Linked DNA regions of Mus musculus: regions 2 and 3 are each linked to region 1. The links are chromatin contacts, called in public promoter capture Hi-C maps. All regions are on one chromosome and are shown on one strand. The core of a region is the stretch at or near the end of the contact, and the rest is flanking DNA. Distances in the headings are between cores, read along the strand shown. Region 1 holds the start of 2310016G11Rik (RIKEN cDNA 2310016G11 gene). Region 2 holds the start of Abcc8 (ATP-binding cassette, sub-family C (CFTR/MRP), member 8). Region 3 holds the start of Sec1 (secretory blood group 1).

Region 1 (4,055 bases), core at 676-3,175:
CACACCACACACACACCACACACACACACACACACATCACACACACCACACACACACCACACACACCACACACACACCACACACACCACACACACACACACCACACACACACACACATCACACACACCACACACACACACACACACACCACACACACACACACCACACATACCACACACACACCACACACACACACACACCACACATCACACCACACACACACACACACACACACACACACAGTTTAAAGTAATATAAATAACCTTCCTGTAAAAGACCTATTATTTGTGTGTATGTGTGCTTGGCTGAGATTATATGCACCACATGTATGCAAGTTCCCACAGTGGTCAGAAGGTGGCAGCAGCTCCCTGGAACTGGAGCAACGTGTTATGGTTGCAGCTCTCTCCAAGAACAATCAGTGCTATAAAACGTCAGCAGTCTCTATACCCCACTTTTTTATAAAAAAGAAAAAACCACATTTACATGTAAGGGTGCTTGCCTGCATGTGGTATGTTTATACCACATGCATCCAGTATCCATGGAGGCCAGAAGAGGGATTCCCGAGAACTGTAGATACGCATAGCTGGCTCTGAACCATCATGTAGGTCCTGGGGCTTGAGATCCTCTGGGAGAGCAGCCAGCCAGAGCTGTTACCACACAGCCACCTCTCCAGTACCCACCCCCAAATGTGGTTACTATAAAACTTAAATACACTCATGGCTTGGGCTCTGTTTATACTAGACAGTAAATACCATTCTCATCTCAAGAAACAGAATAAAAAGATACATTGTTATAAACATGCAAATGGTTTAAATGGTGATAAATGGCTGTGGGAGGTATAGGGCAGGGGAACTATACCTCCTGCTGGGGCTGGGACTGTGTTCACATTTTTAACTGGACTGACTGGAGAACCCTTCCCTAAAGACTCAGGTCTTTAAAGACCTGAGTGACTCTAACCAGCAGGCTACTGGGGTGCAGGGACAAAGCAAAGGCCCTGGGACAGGAATGTGCCTTGTGTCTGCAGCTGAAATGAGAAGAGGGCAGGAGGTGAGGTGGCAAGGACAGTAAAGGTTGCCACCACGGTTGACACTCTAAGATGGGGCCCAGGTGGGGCACGGCTGACGTTTTGTGCACCGCTCGGTCGTGCCTGCCCCATAATTACAGGTTGATTGCCCAGTCCCTGAAGTCTCTCTGGCTTCATGCATTCACTCGTTCTCACGTTCAGTCAACATTCTCAGAGGCCTTTCAGAGCCCAGGCTCTGGAAACCTGTCACGAGTTGCTGGGGCCCTGCCTTTCAGCAGGTCTTGGGGTATGGACCCAGCTAAGTCTCAAGACTCTTTAAGAAAGCTTGCAAGAGGCAGTCAGGGTGTCTGGGCCTTTCCCCCTACTTCCAGGGATGCTGACTAGGAAACACAGCCAATTCAGGGTTGTCCAATATCCTGCAGAAAATGGCCCACAGCAAGCAGCCCCTACTGACCCACCGCCTCATCCCCACTCAGACAACACCTGAAGACACCTGCATCTCTGCTTTCCATTTTCACTTCTGTGTACCAGGCTAATGGCACCTCCAACACACACCTTAGGGGCATCCATCCAAGCGCTCAGCTTGTTCAAGAGGTGTCCTCCCAGATCTTGTTCTCTCAAGCTTGCCCCAGGAGCCTCTCCCACATGCAAACCTCCTCTGCCTCGGGACCCTCTTGGCCCTCCTCACACACACCAACCTCAGTAGCCTGGTTCCCACTCACTTTGGCCCCCTGTGCTCCACAAATGGTCAGCCCAAAGAGCCGAGGATCGCCCCAGGCTCCAGTGTGGTAGATACACCCAGAGCCAAGCCCCATCCCAGGGACTTTAACCCACCCCACCCACTTGCTTCCTCTCCAGCCCTGTAGCCTTTGACCAGGAAGAGTTTGGTGGCTTTGTACCTCACAGCCCTGCTGTTCCCAACAGCTTAAGAGCAGCCGCAAGCCTCCTCAGACCAAGAGTCCAGGCCCAGAACCCCGGAGTGGGATCTCCAGCCCTGTCTCCATTGGACACGGGTGATGTCGAGAGGTTTGCTGCAGCCGTGGGTCGGAAGTGGGGATGTGGGGATTCAGGGAAGTTAACCAAGCCAAGAGGGTGGGCCCAGGGCCTGGCCCCAAATGGCTGAGCCCCAGCCACACACCCCTCCCTCAGGCAGCAGGAATGCGGTGCCAGGACTCATTAGTGTCACTTAGGCAGGTGAGAGCACCTGGGAGGAGCAGACAGAGCTGTGTGGAAAAGGAAAGCAGCCAGGGCCCCGCCCGCCTGGGCAGAGGCTGGGGCAGCACCAAGCTTATGACCTCAGCTAATGGGTGACATAGATCCCGTCCTGCCCCAGCCTCCTCCCTCAGACTCAAGGGGCCAGGACCCACCTTCTTCCCTCAGACACAGGGGTCCTGACCCCAGCTCTCCTCCCTCAGGCCCAGACGTCCAGACCCCAGTTTCTCTCTCAGATTCAGGGGTCCAGAACCCAACCTCTTCCTACAAACCCAGGGGTACTGACCCCAGCCCAGCCTCCTCCCTCAGTCCTAGATTGGTCAGGACCCGGTCCTTTTTCCTCAGACCCTGGGATCCTGGCCCCAGCCCTTCTCCCTCAGGTACAGAAGTCCAGACCTCAGCTTTCCTCCCTCAGGCACACGAGTCCAGACCTCAGCCCTCCTCCTTCAGACACATGAGTCCAGACCTCAGCCCTCCTCCTTCAGACACATGAGTCCAGACCTCAGCCCTCCTCCTTTAGACACTAGGGTCCAGACCTCTGCTCTCCTCGCTCAGACACTGGGTTCCACGCTCAGCTTCTTCCCTCTGACTTGGGGTACCTGGCTCATTATCGCTCTGGGAGCATGGATCCTAACTCCCTCTCGTCCCGACCCAGCGCCCTATGGCATAGCTCCTTTATCCCGCGGATCCCGAGGCTACCTGGGCGCCTGGCGGTAGAGATGGGGAGGCCTCCGAGTCCAGATCCTCTCCAGCACCCAGGTGAGGCCGGCTCTGCGGTCCAGCAAGAGGTGGGGCCTCTCCCGTCAGGAAGGCAGGACCGGGTTCTGACGTCTCCTGACACCTGCCGGGCTGGGCGGGGGGCGGGGCCTGGCACAGCAGCCAGCAAAGATAGAACCTGTTGCCAAGTGGGCGGCTGTGGGCAAAGGTGAAGGGCTGGCACAGAGCCGGACTAAGTATGCTAGGGTTCGAATCTCCCTCCAGCCTTCTGAACCTTCACTTTCTTCGCTAGGAATTGAGGCTCATGAGATCAACAAAAATTATTTGAGGAAAAGGACCCAGGTCTCTGTTCTGTTTTATCGTGGTTTTTTTTTTTTTTTTCTTTCTTTCTTTCTTTCTTAGAATCTCAGTTTCCTGAACCCTGGAAGTGGGATGCCCCAATCCTCAGATATGATGTCAAAATGCTATGCCAGCCTCAGGCTTGGGTCTTCTCCTCAATCGAGAAGGTGATCGAGGAGGAGACATCGGGTGATCATGCCTACGATAAACTTGTGGCTTAAGAGGTGTTAAGAGGTATGGCTTACAGAACAATTTATTTTTGTTTTTTGTTTTTCAGATACAGGGTCTTAAGTAGCCCAGGCTCGCCTGGAACTCATCATGTAGCTGAGGCTGGTCTTGAACTCCTGATTACTATTATGATGTTTAAAAAAAAAAAAAAGCCACAGGGCCAGGCACACCAGGTCCCTGTGTTCCCCACCTCGGTCCAGTCTATATCTTCACTCTCTGTGAGATGGAAACCACACAAACCTACCTCAAATCCATTCTCCTACACTGGAGGGGAGTTTAGTTATACATTAAAGTGCCCATGTCCATTGTGAGGCTTGGTGGCACACTCTTGTCATCGCGGCCCTTGAGAGGCTCAGGCAGGAAGGTTGGGGGTTGAGGTCAACTCGGTCTACACAGTGAGTTCAGAAGCTATCTCCAAAAAAAACAAAAAACACAAAAAAAACAAACAAAAAAAACTCACAAAAAAACAAAAAACCAAAACAAAACAAAAAACCAAAACAACTAACTAAACCAAGTCAAATCAAAACAAACTGGG
Region 2 (4,055 bases), core at 491-2,990, 1.5 Mb after region 1:
CTTTATCCTCCAGACTGATGGTAGGCCCTGCGTCTCATATGTGCCTAAGGCCTGGCGCAGTTCACACCAGGTACTGGTTTACAGAAGGCCGATGAGCAGGCACAGGGAGGGTCTCCTGCAGCTTCCCCACTCCCCTGGAGCTCACTTACCCATCAGACAGGATACCCTCAGCGATCTCACACACCAGGACAAAGAGCAGCATGAAGGTAAGGATCCAGCGCAGGTTGTGGCCAGGGAAATGGAGCCAGGTGCTATGGTGAATGTGTACCTTGGAGCTCTGGCTGCCCCATCCTGTGGGGAGAGACGCAGAAGGCAGGACGCCCACCTGGAGGCCCAGCATGGTGATAAGGAGACCATGCAAATCCTCCTTCCCCAGGGATGAGCATATGAACTGGATATCCAGGCACAAAGCCTGAGCCTGCAGGCCGGTCCTAAGCAGGGACCACCACACTGACCTCTTGTGTGACTGTCTACCCATTCTGTTTCGTTTCTGCTAGACATATGGGCATGCACATCATTTACCTCTGTCAGTAACTAGCAGCTTCCTTCTGCAGCAGCTCTTTATTTATTTATTTATTTATTTATTTATTTATTTTTGAGACGGGGTCTTATGTTGCCCACACGAGCCTTGAACTTCCTATGTAACTGAAGATGACCTTAAACTCCCTGATCCTCCTGCCCCCACCTCCCAAGAACCGAGATTTCCAGGATAGCCCGGCTCAGCAACTTTTTACTAATTTAGTTCAATGGCCACCTCGGCCTTCTACCCTAAAGAGTTTTAAAGATTTGCTATTTCTCTTAATTAATGTAAATGAACAGTCAACACTCTTTGAACAGAGCTGATTGGCCTGAGAGATTCAAGGATGTGGAGAGGAAGGGACCAGACTGGGCGCCCAACTTTGTAGACCACTTTCAGGCAAGCGCGCTGGGAGTCGAAGGGGGTTCCTAAATCTGATCTGAGTTGACTCACACTGTCCTGAAGAAGTTACAAGAGAAGAACTGCCTTTGGGGGTGGCGGGATACCGGCACCCAAACTCTATCTCTTTGCAACGTGGAACGGACCCCGGGCCTGGGAAATGCTCTGCCCAAAGTCGGGAAGTTGGGCCACCGGAACAGCTCGCTGACCTCCACCACCAACCTCCCTGGCTGGAGTCTGAGCTCCCTCCCGAGTCTGTGACAGCACGGCCGGGGGGAAAGGATGGCCTGGCTCCCGCCGCAGCGTCACTCAGGGTGAGGCCGATTCCCTCGCGTGCAGAGCCCCATCCCGAGTCAGGCTCTGCGGTAGCAAAACTTGGGGATCCCTAAGGTCGCTAGCGCCCATCGTGTCTGGCGCGAGTTCAAGGATAGGGGAGGGTGCGAGGGGAAAAAAAAAGAGACGCACAGCAGGGGACCCAGGAAGACCAGCAAGCCGGTGGTGCGGGACTGCCGGGGCCGCGCGCCACCCCCACCCCGGCCACTCGTCCTTCCCCCACCCGTCCTCCCGCCCTCCGTCGCTGGGCGCGCGCTCACCGATGAAGAGGATGGGGAATGTGATGAAGAGCAGGAAGACATGTGGCACTACGTTGAGCGCGTCCACGAAGCAGCCGTTGTTGAGGACACCTTGGTCCACCCGGTAGGCGGCCGAGTGGTTCTCGGTGCCGCAGAAGGCCAAGGGCATGGTGGCGCGCGCACGGGCTCTGCTCTGGCTCCGCGCGCCTCCCGCGCCTCTGTTCCTCGCAGCACCCTGGGCTCCCGCACGGCCCGCCCCGCCCCGCCCCGGCCCGCCCCGCCCCCACCTGCCGCTGGGCCCCGCCCTTCCAGCTGCTCTTGTGGGGCGAGGGTGGGGTCTCACCCAATGCGCACGTGCGCTGGGTGCGCAGGCGAGGCGGTGTCTGAGTGGGAGTAGTAACCAAGATGATCCGGGTGAGCCCGGAGTGCGTGGATTTGGGATTCCCGAATGTTGATTCTCTGGAACTAGGCTCAGCTGGATGTAGATCAGAGGGGTCCCCATAGGAACAGAGTGGCACAAGCCCGTACCCGATTCGGTCCAAAGAAACTAAAGAACTTGAACTTAGGAGGGTGCGTGGGAATTTTCAAGTGTCTCTGGCGCGGGGTCGCAGAGTGACCTCACAGCCTGTCCCGATCTTTCCCCTAAAAGATTCAAGGTGTCCTTGCTAGCCAGTGGGAACCTGGCCTGAATCTAGCTCTCTTCCCTTGTGGTGATTAGGGTTTTTGTTTTGTTTTTGTTTGTTTGTTTAAAGATTGGTTTTCTCTCTCTCTCTCTCTCTCTCTCTCTCTCTCTCTCTCTCTCTCTCTGTGTGTGTGTGTGTGTGTGTGTGTGTGTGTGTGTAGGTACCAATAGAGGCCAGAAGAGGAACTTGGATCCCCTGGAGCTGGAATTATTGGTTGAGAGCTGCCTGGCATGGGCGTTACTGGGAACAGAACTTGGTCTCCTCAAGAGAGCCCATGGGAATACTCTTAACCACGGGGACTTCTCCCCAGTGCCTGATAGTTTTTAATTGTCCACTTGCCACAACCTAGAATCAATTAAGAGCCTCAGTTGAGGAATTGCCTAAATCAGGCTGGCCCGTGGGTATGTCTGTGGCTAACTGTCTTGATTATTAATTACTGTGGGAGGACCCAGCCCACTGTGGGCAACACTATTTCATGAACAGGGCCCTGGACTGTGTAAGAGTGGAGAGAGCTAGGTGAGCAGTAGGAGAGCAAGCAAGGACCAGAGAGCAAGTAAGGGAGAACCAGAGAGCAAGCAAGGGAGGACCAGGGAGCAAGCAAGGGAGGACCAGGAAGCAAGCAAGGGAGGACCAGGGAGCAAGCAAGGGAGGACTACAGAGCAAGCAAGGGAGGACCAGAGAGCAAGCAAGGGAGGACCAGAGAGCAAGCAAGGGAGGATCAGAGAGCAAGCAAGGGAGGATCAGAGAGCAAGCAAGGGAGGATCAGAGAGCAAGCAAGGGAGGGTCAGAGAGCAAGCAAGGGAGGACCAGAGAGCAAGCAAGGGAGGACCAGAGAGCAAGCAAGGGAGGATCAGAGACCAAGCTTATCCTTTCTGGTTTTGCCTGTGGATGTGATACTATAAGCACATGCATGTATCCACTCCCACTGCTGTGGACTCTAGCATTCCTTTTTTCTTATATCATCATAATTATCATCTTCCTCCTCCTCCTCCTCCTCCTCCTCCTCCTCCTCCTCCTCCTCTCCCTCCTTTTTCTCCTGCTCCTCATTGATGGAATCTTGCTATGTAGCCCTGAATTCACTGTGTGGCCCACATTAGCCTCAAATTCAACCTTCCTGCCCTAGGCTGGAGTTTTCTTTTATTTTAGGTTTTTCTCTACATTTCTGCATTATTCTTTGTGCAGTTACATGCTCAGCCACGTTGTCATGGATGCACAACCTTTCAGGCAACTGAGGACTGCATTCATACCGAGGGCTTTGTGGGGAGGGGACATACTAGACTAGACTGCCTTCTGCTGTCATAGGTATCTCAGTACAGTGACCAGAGGCTCTGCTGCTGTGTGCTCAGTGGTGCCACCTAGTGATAGTTCTCAGAGCACATCCCCATCGTGAGATAGCATATGGCCAGATTCCTACATAACTTCTTATGTGGCCAGTCACCTTTCTGAGCTTCATTTTTCTCATTTCTAAATGGGTGGGGAGAGGAAGTCATATGAGCTGGGATGAGATCACAGGATCAAAGGGGCTTAGCGTGCAGGTGAGGCAGGTTCTCTATGCCCATTCAGTGTCTACAACTACCCTACACTTGCCTCTCCTGGGTCCTTACAGCAAACAAAAGGTGTGGTCCATTGTAACATTCTAGTGAGGAGAGCTGCAAGTGGCGGGAGCATGTTTAGCCTGCAGTCTTGAGGACCCGTTTACCTCAGGGACACTGTGGCTGCCAGCAGTCTACACAGACCACACAGCCCACTGCCTGACACAAGGATTTGAGAGTTCTCTTGGAACGCATGGTGCCAGCTGCCCAAGAAGGCTCTCTGTAGCTGCCAAGGATGTGTGATAGAACTGCTTTGTAGCTGGGCCCTAGAAGCACCTCAAATGCCCATCAG
Region 3 (4,055 bases), core at 697-3,196, 1.0 Mb after region 1:
CCATCCTTCCACTTCCTTATTATAAATGGGAAAGGATGTTAGACCCTGAAGGACTGGTCTTCACCAGACAATGTTATCTGAGACAGAACAGCAGACAATGGTGGGAGACAGTGGGAGGAATCCCTGTTTCCTGTGTCTCCTGGTCCTCCATACTCTCACACTTGCTGTGCATCCTGTCCTTGAGCCTGACCTCTCTGAGAGCTGGAAGGAACGGAGGGATGGAGATGTAGAGAAGGCCCTGTCATATCCCTCCAGTCTCAGATCTGAGCCTTTGCCCCCCCCACCCCCACCCCTGCACAGCAGGGCCCAATACTGAGGCCCATGAGCTCAGCTCTCAGATACTCAGGGGTTGGGCCTAGCCAGAAAAGGATGGACCATTCCTGGTCACCGCTTTCTGTCCCAGAGCACAGGCTGCTTTGCCCCTAGGATCATCAACTGACTTCAGTGTCACCCGTCTTTGAGGTGGGGCTTCTCCTACTCACAGATCTGCCTTGCTAGCCAGCAACTAGCCCCGAGGTCTTCCTGGCCCTCCACACCACAGCACTGATTCACAGTAGCGTGACATCAGTCGAGTCTCAGGCCTTCCCACTCAATTCATTCTTTGGACCGCCAGTTTACCCCAGAGCCTTTCTGACAAGGCCCACCTCTCTGGAGGCTCCCACTCCTGGGAACCGGCTCACTGTGTAACACTAATGCTCTGGGCTTAGCTTAACATGCTGGTGCAAGCTCAAAACCTTCAGTTCTCAGGGGGCTGAGGCAGAGGGACGCCAGTGACTTCTGGATTGGCTTAGGCTACAGAGTAAGTTCTAGACCAGCGTCGACATTTTAGTGAGACCCTGGAATCTTGAGGCTACTGTTAATAGGAACATGACTCCAAGAGTCCCAGCCAGCATTATCTGACGTCCTTAGGATGCTCTCCCTGACTGATCTCTGGTGAGCATCCCTCTGGACCTCTGCCTCCCTCATCCTTCTTAATTTACTGCAACCCTAAAAACCCTGCTTCACATACTCTTCCTGATCCCATTTCTAGGCACGCACACACACACACCCAATTTCCCACCCTCCACCCCCATGTCCTGCAACTCACATGGCCCTTACAAGCACAATCTTGGATTTCTCCCCTCCCCCACTTCACATTCCACCAGCGTCCACCATCCTAAACCACAACATAACTCCTTCCCAACTTTGATCCTGGCCTCCCTTTAAACCAGTGGTTCTCAACCTTCCAAATGTGGTTCCTCCTGTTGTGGTGACCCTTTCAACCATAAAATTATTCCCGTTGCTACTTTATATCTGTAATGTTGCTACTGTTATGAATTGCAAACGAATTGCAACGTAAATACCTTTTTCCCAATGGTCCAAGGAGACCACTGTGAAAAAGATGGGTAGTCCCTCAAGGGGGTCACGACCCGCAAGCTGAGAACCACCAATCTAGGCCCTTGCCTGACCCTTCCCACCGCCACGTGACGGTGCCATCTTCATCAGGCCTGCCCTCCTCCGGGCTAGCCTCCCACTTGCCTGAGGTGGTGTCTTCCCTCAGTTCTGCACGCCCAGGTTTCAGCGTCGTCGTCGCAGCCGTCTGAGGCGGTGGGCCCCGAGTGGTGGCGGCTGGCCGTGCACGTGCTGGCTGTGTTCAAACAGCGTGCGTGGCCCGTGCGCCGCGGTGGCCAGGAGGCCTGGGTGCCACGTGCTGACCTAATCTGCGGCTGCCTGCGCCTGCGCCCTGGCGCTGACTACCTCCTGCTGGGCCGTGCTGCGCAGACCCACGACGACGACAACTATGACCCTGCGCGCCTCATCCTGAACCGCCACGGCCTCGCGCTGCCCTGGAGACCACGATGGGCCCGGCCGCTGCGGCGACTGCAGCAGAAGGAGCGCGGAGGTGCCTGCCGAGGCCTGCTGCCACCCACACGGAGCCCTGGGCCCAGGAACTAAAGTGAGCTACTAATGTAAGGTGTGAGTCCCCAGAGCCAATCAGAAGCTTCAGTGCCCGTGACGCCACTCCGCATGTGACGTTGCCTACGTTGGGACCGGAAGTGACTGCTTGGACCTGTGAGCCTTATAGGTTATTTGTCACAATAAAGGCTCATGTCTTGTGGAATTGTGTCTACAGATCACACACACACACACCCCATCCGTGTTGGGAGAGTCTTTCCAAGGCAACCGAAAAGGCCTTGATACACCAAGCTTAAGTTCTAAATAAATTACCTGGGAGAAAGTGGCCAGTGTACTTGGAAGTGAAAGGACTCCCGTGGAGTAACTGGGTTCTAGTAAGATTTGTGTTGCTTGATGATTAGCCAAAAGACAATAGACTAGGTATGGCTGGAAAAGGCAAGAAATTTGACAAAGGTGCCCGGTAGTCTCATATCCAGAAAGTTTGGCGTTTAAGATATTTTATTATTCTGATGGGCGAGGGGGAGGCTTCGACGACTATCATCTAATCTTGAAATATAGTCTAGATAGAGCCATGGTGGCCCAGTTCTCAGCACTTAGGAGGTGGGGGATCGGAAGTCCAGGGATTATTTAACAAGTGCAGTTTGAAGCTGAAACCTATTAATCGACATTAAGGCTTTGGAACAGGCCTGGCCCAGAGCAAGCACCCTATGAGTTTCCTGTTACTATTTGAATACCCAGAGGCCTCCCTTTCTCTGTGAGCACGCTGATGGGAAGATCTTGCTAGGATACAGAGGTAGTGGGCGTTGAGGGCAGGGGGAGAGGGTTAAGGAAGTTCACAGGGGTTGTGGGAACCACCCAAGCTGCGGGAGCTCCTCCCACCCAAGAGCCTGCGTGTAGAAGATGAAAGCCCAGAGCAGAGAGCCTTATGTGTTCCTTGTGACTCAAACTTTGTTTCTAGCAGCCGAAGCAAATTGGTGTGAAATCCACATCTGTACCACTTGCCGACCAGGCCCTTCCCTTCCCTCCCCTCCCCTCCTCACCCCTCCCCTCCCCTCCCCTCCCCTCCAGATGTCAGCCCTGCCTGTCCCTGCACAGTAATAGGGGTGGCACAGGTGGCCACCAGACCTCAAAGAAGACAAATTCTGTTCACCTCACCAGCTAGACAAATGACTTCATGGTGTGTGTGGGGGGGGGGGGCAGGGGGTGGGGGTGATCTCCTGAAGTCTTTATTTGTTCATGGTGTATGTGTGGGGGTGGGCGGAATCTCCTGAAGTCTGTATTTGTTCCAGTAGGAATTTGCCCACAAGGAAGGGGCAAGAAAGGCAACTCCAGATGAAGCGAAAGGTTTCTGGAAAGATCCAGAAACAGGCTGGGCTGGAGCTCAACTTGGTAGCGTTAGCGTGCATGTGGCTCTGGGTTTGGTCCCCCACAAGCCCACTGTAAACCAGGTATAGTGGTAAATGCCTATCAGCCCAGCATTGAAGAGCTACAAAGCAGGAGGACCAGAGGTTCATTTTTAGCTACATAATGAGTTAGATATAATAATGGGCTACCAGAGATCCTATCTCAAAAACAACAGCAAAAGTCCAGAGGCTAAAGGCCTAGTGTAGCAGAGAGATTCAAGCAAGGTCTGTTTTACTCCTGTAATCTCAGCACTTGGAAGGCTGGAGCAGAAAAGGCTGCAGTTGGAGCTGGAGGCTAGCCTGCACTATACAGGGAAACCTTGTCTCAAAACACTATTTTTCACTGTACTATATGGCTTAAGAAAACAAACACTTGGGCCACAGAGATGGTTCAGTGATTGACTGCTCTGACTGCTCTTCCAGAGGTCCTGAGTTCAAATCCCAGCAACCACATAATGTCTCACAATCATCTGTAATGGGATCCAATGCCCTCTTCAGGTGTGTCTGAAGACAGCTACGGTGTATTCATAGAAAACAAACAAATAAATCTTAAAAACAAAACAAAACAAAACAGAAGCCTGTGAAGACAGAGGCAGATACTGGAATTAGATGGCCACAAGTCAGGAGTCATGGGTATCCCCAAACTCTGGAAGAGGCAGGATGACTCTTACTAACACCACAGTGGGATCCTACCAACACCCTGATTTTCAATTTTAAATCCTAGAATGTCAAGTGGCCCACCCCTTTAATTTCAGT

The links. Promoter capture Hi-C pulls out the DNA fragments that hold promoters and counts their contacts. Capture Hi-C pulls out chosen DNA fragments and counts their contacts.
Region 2: a contact with region 1 is called in a promoter capture Hi-C map of liver, with 3 times the contacts expected there. The contact joins the promoter of Abcc8 here to the promoter of 2310016G11Rik in region 1. A contact is called at or near these places in 1 of 39 promoter capture datasets (pre-B cells) and 1 of 9 other capture datasets (liver).
Region 3: a promoter capture Hi-C map of liver shows a contact between it and region 1, with 5 times the contacts expected there. The contact joins the promoter of Sec1 here to the promoter of 2310016G11Rik in region 1. A contact is called at or near these places in 2 of 39 promoter capture datasets (both in liver).

What each region holds. Positions count from the first base shown.
Region 1 is chr7:44,666,308-44,670,362 of GRCm38.p6, forward strand. 2310016G11Rik (RIKEN cDNA 2310016G11 gene) reads left to right here and starts at 1,926. Exons shown (of 5, transcript NR_152106.1): 1 at 1,926-2,050; 2 at 2,892-2,995; 3 at 3,356-3,526. All of the region lies in intron 1 of Myh14 (myosin, heavy polypeptide 14), which reads right to left.
Region 2 is chr7:46,178,293-46,182,347 of GRCm38.p6, forward strand. Abcc8 (ATP-binding cassette, sub-family C (CFTR/MRP), member 8) reads right to left here and starts at 1,741. Exons shown (of 39, transcript NM_011510.3): 1 at 1,510-1,741; 2 at 150-291. The coding sequence starts at 1,657.
Region 3 is chr7:45,692,456-45,696,510 of GRCm38.p6, forward strand. Sec1 (secretory blood group 1) reads right to left here and starts at 1,947. Exons shown (of 4, transcript NM_001271578.1): 1 at 1,519-1,947. It overlaps Ntn5 (netrin 5), which reads left to right. Exons shown (of 7, transcript NM_001358870.1): 7 at 1,541-2,101. The coding sequence ends at 1,935.